Regions from separate parts of the Gasterosteus aculeatus genome. Here region 2 is linked to region 1. The links are chromatin contacts, called in public Hi-C maps. All regions are on one chromosome and are shown on one strand. The core of a region is the stretch at or near the end of the contact, and the rest is flanking DNA. Distances in the headings are between cores, read along the strand shown. Region 1 holds the start of glrx2 (glutaredoxin 2). Region 2 has its middle 31 kb from the start of LOC120824081.

The links. A called contact is a pair of places that touch in the nucleus more often than the background predicts.
Region 2: a contact with region 1 is called in a Hi-C map of liver, with 4 times the contacts expected there. The contact joins the enhancer-like site here to the promoter of glrx2 in region 1. A contact is called at or near these places in 4 of 6 Hi-C or Micro-C datasets (liver, skeletal muscle, tail fin and 1 more).

The regions. Positions count from the first base shown.
Region 1 is chr8:8,439,694-8,443,693 of fGasAcu3.hap1.1, reverse strand. It overlaps glrx2 (glutaredoxin 2), which reads left to right and starts at 2,444. Exons shown (of 4, transcript XM_040184966.2): 1 at 2,444-2,663; 2 at 3,872-3,932. The coding sequence starts at 3,873.
Region 2 is chr8:8,574,881-8,578,853 of fGasAcu3.hap1.1, reverse strand. No RefSeq gene overlaps it. Among protein-coding and RNA genes, the nearest start is that of LOC120824081, 31 kb to the left of the region's middle. Within about 2 kb of position 2,358, at least 4 of the 9 cell types and tissues checked have open chromatin away from gene starts, as enhancers often do. A contact at or near this core is called in liver, where this site is marked.

The DNA of each region.
Region 1 (4,000 bases), core at 1,195-3,694:
TTCTAGTATGTGCCTCATGTTTGTCTATCTACTGCTGTAAGAGAGAGATAATACAAATCAGTTGTGTCCAAACAGAATGAACTAAAGGTTCCTCTACAATGACCAGTAATTGGGAATTGGTCTCTTTTTTTCTTGAACACATCATTTAATGATGTGTTCCTGCATTCAGAGGTCATTAAAGGCTTACCGTTGACATGGCAACATTTGACCGGCCAGAAGGACTCCTTTTTTCACTTGCCCTATTAGTAGTGTTTGGTGAAGGCACAATAACCCCAGTTCAGGTTATTTTGGTTTGATCTGGCTTCAAAGACGTTAAAGTGTTTACTATATACACACGGTGGTTTTCATGACTTTTGGGGGCAATACATTAACTTATATTCATTTCCTGGAGACTTATCCTCAACATTAACGCTCCAGACTAATCCTAACCCTTAACCATATCCTAACCTTAAATAAAAACATCAGCCCAAATATAATGATTTACAACACGAGGATGTCCGCATAACAAAGTTAAGTCTTCACTATCACTGTGCGGAATGAATACTGTCCAAACAATTCATGAAACCACGCCTAGACAAACAAATGCACACAATAGTGTGAAAAGAGTTGTAGCGCATTTGCTGTAAAAAAAAAAAATACAAAATAATAGTGAGTTCCTTTAATGCATTTTTGAAAAATTCAATCAGTTGGAATGTAAACAGCATTAAGAAAAACAAATTGCTTGTCCATATGGTCGGCAGCTTAAGAATTTGACATCAGGGAACCTTTGCCCATCACATTTAAGGACGTTTGAACAGCGAGCACAGCAAACAGAGTCTGCCTCCTGTCTTCACACCAGAGTACTGCACCGTGTCCTCTGCACATCAGCAGTCCAGCTGCTACCAGCATAACCTTAAGCTTATCCTTACTTTAACCCAGGTCTTATACACACCCATACACCCCGCGCCCCCTTCTCACTCACACACACACAGTGGGTTCGATGAAGCCTTCTCCCTTTATGTGAGGGAAAAAGGTGAGGTGAAGACTCCAGCTCGATGCTAAAGCTCCATCCAGTCGGACTAAAATAACTGAGGCTGTAGAGATCAGTTGGACCAATCCTCCTTGTCTTTTATCTTGTATATCAATTCTGGAAGCAGGTATTTTAACCCTCCCGTTATTCTCCCCTGCCTTTCATAACATTTCAGGATTTGTGTCGAGTGTAACCGATTTCAAAGCAGAACCATTGATGCTTTTTGATGGTGTAAATCCTTTCCCAAATGATGCAATTGTTGGGAAAAGCCAAGATGGCCAGGCGAGAATATATATTTTAAGTGCTTTATTTGAAATGAATACACTGCTCATAATAGACGTCTCTCACAACCCACACTCTTCGTACCTTTTGGACCTCCTGCAACCGACTCCCAACTGCAACTTCCAACGTGATCTCCAAAACCTGTTCGTAAAAATGTATACGAAAATCTTGAACATACAAATTTGTAACAATACATAGGAACTGGCGGTGGTTGACCACGCCCCTTGAGTGAACAACATGGCGGACCATGTTGAATTCTTGAGTGAACGTCTCTCCGCCATGTTGGATTTTTTGAGGGGGTTAGGGTCAGTATTCTATTCTTACAAGTTAACATTGATTTCTCGTTAAAAATGCAATCATAACACGTTTATTTTACATCGTTAGACTTCACAAAGTGTGTTTACGGGGTGCAGGTCCCCATTCACTTTGAATAGGGTGACGTCATCAGTTGCAGTCTGTATTTATTTCGTATGTATCACTACGAATTTGTATGTTCAAGATTTTCGTATACATTTTAACAAACAGGTTTTGGAGATCAGGCTGCAACTTCAGAACCACCGACAGACAACCCGTTCCCCCCTACTCTGTACTCTGTCCAGGCATCACAATTTGGGGGAAAAGGCCTTCTCCATGGCAACCCCCTCCCCTCCTATGATTTGATGTGTGTGTTGGGTAACTATTATCAAATCTTATCAATTTATCAAATCAGAGCTGGTCTGGAGAAATGCTCAGCCTTAAATGTGTTGAGTATTCAAATCTAAACATGCACGCTTACGCTAGAATGCAATTACACTTGAACTATAAATGCATAGTAATAATAGGTGAAGGCCGCTTAAAGGCTGGATTGCACGAACAACATGTATTTCAAATCACAACACCAGCACACAAACATGTTGCAATCTGGGTCAAATGCAGTTCAACAGGAACCACCTGTTCCCCATTTTAAGAATAACATGTCCATACCTAGAACTGCGCCAAGCACTCATATGAAATCATCTTGCACACATCTTGCAAACATCCTGATATGAAGAACTCATGAACAACGGGAGGCGTGACCCTCTCCGAGGGTTCTAAACAGGAGCCGCCTCCATCTTAATAACCAATCAAAAATGCTCTTAGAGACTATATAATAGAAATAGGTCCGTGCACGTTAAACTACAGGACAGAATCCTCTTGTTGCAAATAAGCTTTGTCATGTTGCTTTGAGTAAAGTCTCCAGTCTATTTCTTGTTTTGCTCGCACGACAAATGCTATCCCTGATAAAAAAAAAAATTACCGTGATTAAAACTCCTTCACGTTTGTTTTGTTGACTTTATTTATTTATTTATTTTAAACCGCTGCCTACGTCACAGCTGTTTCCGGTGGTCGTAAGGTAGGCTTCCACCTTCCGCACACACTGAATGAGGAGCGAACGCAAGCGTACAGTAACAGCCGCCCGGGTGGTGTGTGACTCCAGAACTGTCGGTGCACTAACCGCATGTGTCATCCGGGCCACCGGCGCCATTGTTTTTTAGCCATACTTTCTTTTCTTTCCATGTTTGCTCGAGCAGGATGTCTCCCGAGGGCGGCTTGGACCGGCTGCCGAAGGTCATTCCGGCTAGCTTGACGTTAGCTTGCTTCTTAGTTGCGTTATTATCTAAACCCTCACAGGCGAATAAAGGAGTGCATTCGGGGTTGACGTTAGTAATGCGATACTAATGCGTTACTACGGGACAAACGGCTCAACTAACACGAGCGTCTCCATTCACAGCACAGTGTTTTAACGCGGTGTCACCCTTAACCAGACTCAACTAAAACCTGTCATAAGAACCTCATAACGTTCTAAATGTCATATGCCTTAAAGAGCCAAACGCAAACACCTTTAAGCTTTCACAGTGCAATGGGTTCCTCCAGCAAATTCGGCATGCGTGTGATCCATTTACAATCAATTATTTTAGTTTAAAACGACAACATCGATCACTGGCGTGCCCGGGTTCTGTCGTTGTTAGCTGACGTCACGCTACCGGTTACTTTACACGCGTTTGGATTAAACTGAAATAAAAAGTTACTTGGAGGCGAATCAGGTGGGGTAAAAAAAATAATGAGAATTAGGAGATCACGTAGCATAACGTCGAGGCAAGTAATTCTCTTCCACAGTGTCGTGCAGTCTTGACGTCGCTAGATGTCCAATGTAGTTTGGCGTCTGAGTTAATCTGGATCGTCAGTGAGGAGCATGTGCGCTCCTAATCCCGGATTACCTGGCTCATAGACCTCGCTGCAGTTGCCTGCCATTTGGAAGGAGTCAAGCGGCCACATTTGAGACGGTGGTGTAACCAGTTAACGTTACGACTGTAACAATGGAAACGGGTGTTGTCAGACCAGTAGTCATCCTCCAGTTAGAGATGATTTCAATGCTCATCATCAGCGTTCAGATGGTCTCTGCCTGCGATAGCTTCACTTTTCGGAGGTTATTGCGCCAACCTACTCTGGAGTGTTAGTCCCTGTAGTGTGTTTCGAGGTAGATTCAAATAGATCAAGATGTACTTCAGTAAAACCAAAATGCATTGAACTGCTCCAATTTTGTCATTTGTCTTTCTTCAGGATGGGGAACTTCACGTCCTCGCCGCCTCTCTCCAGCGCGTCCTGTGTACAGTATGTTAAGGTAAATGGATGCTCACACACATGTTGCCTCTGCTGTAAATCACTGATATTTAATGACATGTTTTTTTT
Region 2 (3,973 bases), core at 1,109-3,608, 140 kb before region 1:
TGATGATTACTTTGGTGAGTACGATGTTCTCACGGCCAGTGGACCCAACGACTGAAGGAACCAAAATAAATCCCTTATTCTCAAAACTGTAATCCTGCTTCATGACATAAGACAACCGGTTCAACATCTCAAGCATGTCATTGCACAGAGTTAGTCCTATAGAAGTAAGTCCAGGCCATAAATAAGATATGGGATCCATCGTCGTATTGATAGAATGCCACCAATAACATGTTTGAGCACACGCACGGTATGTACGTCACATTCAAATACAAAGACAGCAAAAACAATGCGATGTCAGTAATCATATCTATTACTCCCAGAAAACATTAATTAATTACTTCCACACTGCACAGCAGCCCAGACGGCTTTTGATTCATGCACAGTCTCCATTTTCACAACATCCTTTTTTTTCTATTTAGGGATGATGTGGAGATTATGTGAAAGCTGTCGGCTGGAATCAGATTAGTCACCATGGAGATTGCCGTTCGGAGCTGTGACTCTGACATGGTGACACATACTGTACCCCAGAAGCCCATCTCCTGCTGATCACACTTGGCACTTTTCTCATGATAGCAACATATAGCAAATCAACAGAGCCCAATGTGGCTAATGCAAGGAGGCTGTGTGGAGGGCGCTGCATGTGATGGATCTCACACTTCCGATCTTTGATCATCGTCAAAAAGGATTTCCAAAGCAATTGGGGGGGGGGGGGGGTGTTGTGCAGCCTACCAGTCCCACAGACACATTTTAGAGGAGCTCAAGGAGAACAAAATGGAGCTGAATTAAATGTAAATACTGGACAGTTATTTGGCTGGAAAGCAGAGGCACTAATTTCAACGACGATCTAGACAGGAATGATTGTTCTGGTTGTGTGCGGCTGATGAGGAGTGTAAATAAGTCAGATGATCGACAAGGCGGTTTAGGGGTTTTTAGTGTCTGGATGTGACACGGCGGGGGGACGAGGTCAGGTTAGGAAGTATGAGGGCATCTGGTGGATGGATGGAGAATGGCTGTGAAGGAGATTGAAGGGAGGACTGAAGCAGACTTCCCAATGTCCCCCCCTGTCCTCCCTTGACCCTGAACCCCAAACCCTCAGGGACTTAAGTGACGTCACCCGGTAAATGGTTGAGTGTGAGAGTCAGTAGTCCTTCCTTTTCGGGACAGATCACCAAGCTCTTAGATGAACGGAGTTTCACTTTAAAAAAACACACTAAACACATCTCTAACCACATTGATACAACGCAGGGGATACTTGCACAGTCAGGCTGCCACTTGATGCAGATAAAGCTTTGCAATTAAATTCCCAGACTGTGGCTGAGTCAACTATCATAACCGGAGCCATCCATCCAGTAATAAGCCCTGTGTGAATAATAAATGAGTCCACATTGAACAGAGAATGTTGTGTTTGACACATGGAGGGGTGGCCCACTGTTTCTCAGGACTAATTGTCTCTCATTAGTATGAAAAGCATGACATGATGCAGTTTAATGCAGCGAGGCGTGGTAGGGCTGTTTACCCACGTGGTGGCTGCTCTTATTCTCTTTTCTTGTTTTTATTTGTTTACTTCACACGAGGGAGAATAGTATATGTTTTTGTTTTTCAATCGTGCAGAGTTACATCAGCAACCTGGACAAAGGGGCAAAGTTACAGGTGGTGCCACAAACTTGCTTTTATTGAAACCTAGCTGAGAATAAATGGCTGGCGTCGTGTTGTTCACTGAAATGAAGAACATCCTAAAATATGGATGGAGAGTATGTGTGTATGACCTTCATGTTAGACATATGTACGGGCAGTAGGGTATACATTAGGTGTCTATTGGCATTTTCTTGACTGTATACTGCTCTTTAGCAAGCAACTGTATATCTACCCCCCCCACCCCCGGGGTTATGTTCTGGAGCTCAGCCTGACCTTTGACCTCCCTGTGGAAATTCTTGTCCCTTCTCTTGGCATGAGCATCAACAGAATGTCATGTCGAAAATGGATTCACATGCAGTGCTGCCGAGGTTGATACGCTTTTAAAATACGTGTTACTAAATCGATTGTGACATGAAGCTAAGAGTCAAAAGGAGAAGACAAACTAGGAAGCGGACAGGAATACAGCCGGGAACCCTTAAGAATTACAGTCTGCTTATACTGGATGAGTCTGGAGCCCGGGCAGCACTTTCATATATATAAGTGTAAAACAACGGTAGTTGTTTAGGGGTGAGGGGATTGACTTGGGCCACACATCGTCTACATTACAACCACGTCGCAACACGCGGGCTGAGCTGGCGGCCCGCAGCTCAATGTGCAGGCTGCATGAACACTGCAAACAGCAGTGCTGCTGCATTGCTGCATTATTCGCAGCGCTCGCTGGTGTAGCGCGGTTCAGAGCGAGGGCGGTCTGCTAGTCAGTGGGGCACACGCTCTGACACGCAGATGCACTTGCACAACAGCTACGTGAGCAAAAAGAAACTCAGATTGTCCTAAAAAACAAGAGCAACCTATGACCATCCACAGGTTGTCGTATGTTATGCTGTGCTGAATTGGTTAATAGTTTCACAGTAATATGAATCCTTAGGAGGTGCTCTGTCTCTAATCAAACCCCTTGGGGTCTAAATAGTTTACCAGTATATAAACACTGGAAGGCCGCTATTACTTTAGCTATTTAAGATTTTGTATATCCATAATGGGAAATTATATTGCATAAATAGTGTTTTCTTCCACTCGGGTAGTCATGATAATCTTTGTGACTTTCAATAAACATGTATTTGCCCCGGGTGCACGGTCGTAGGGGTATATTCATTTGGCATAGTTGATTGCCTGTTTCAACCCCCGCTACCACCATGTGTGTGTTTTTCATTTAACAATTAAACTTTGACAAATGTATACCTCAAGCAATAAAAAAACCTCTTTGACATTACCCTCCTTTAGCACTGGCTCTAGATAATCCTCCTGAATATTTGAGATCAAAGGCAAGAAACTATAGTTTTTTACTTCACCAGCACTTTCAACGACTTCTTTAAGCTGCTAATGAACGTAACAGCTAATGCGTTATGGAATAATAATGTGACACCTCATTTGAAGCAATTTACAGACTCATGTCATTCTGTAAATTGCCCTCTACATTATCATTTCAACCTCATTTCCAGTTGTGGGTTTTTAAACAGTATCTGATAAACCTGAAGGCATTTTAACAATCTTTAAAAGATTACCACTTGTAATCTTGTACGGAAGAGGATTCTGATAGTATCTCACAATCTTTATCTCTCCCTTCCCACCAACATCATATCCCACTGTTATGTGCAAACATGCAGACAGGTACTCTTTCATAAAGAGCTGAGCTGAGCCACCCGGGCAAAATAAGAGGCAAAGTTTTATGTAAGTGCACCGTCGATGAGCCTGACATGAATAAATGAACAGGTTTGAACTGAGTTCGTTTTGGATCCAGAGTTATTCCACAGCATCAATTTAACAGGCCCCAGTTGCAGCTTCAAACAGGGTCATGGCTAATTACTATTCACTTTGACTAGAACTAAATAATAAATGAGCTATACACTTATATAACCGAGAGCAGAGGGAGCAGCTCCATCAAAACGACTAAAAACCAAGAAACATCCAAATTCTAAATATCCTAAAAAATAAGAGAGGAATAATTACCCTGAGCTCCAAGACAAAATAAGTGATGATAATAAGCTGCAATGCAATTTCCTTCTCAAGTAAAAGCTTTTGACCTGCGCGACGAACTCAGCTGCTTGTTCGTCACTTAGTAACTTAATACACAAACGATCTGTCCTCTTCACCTTGAGCACGCACACTCAGACTCACACACACTGAAGCACATGTGGTGTTCGGTGCCACTCTGTCTCGGCGGGATAATCATTGTCATTCGAACACCCGCCACAGCAGGAAAATACAGGCAGAATACCAATACCGTGTCATTGTCTGCCTTTATTTGGAAGTTTTGTTGAGTAGTACACAAGATGTGCAGTCT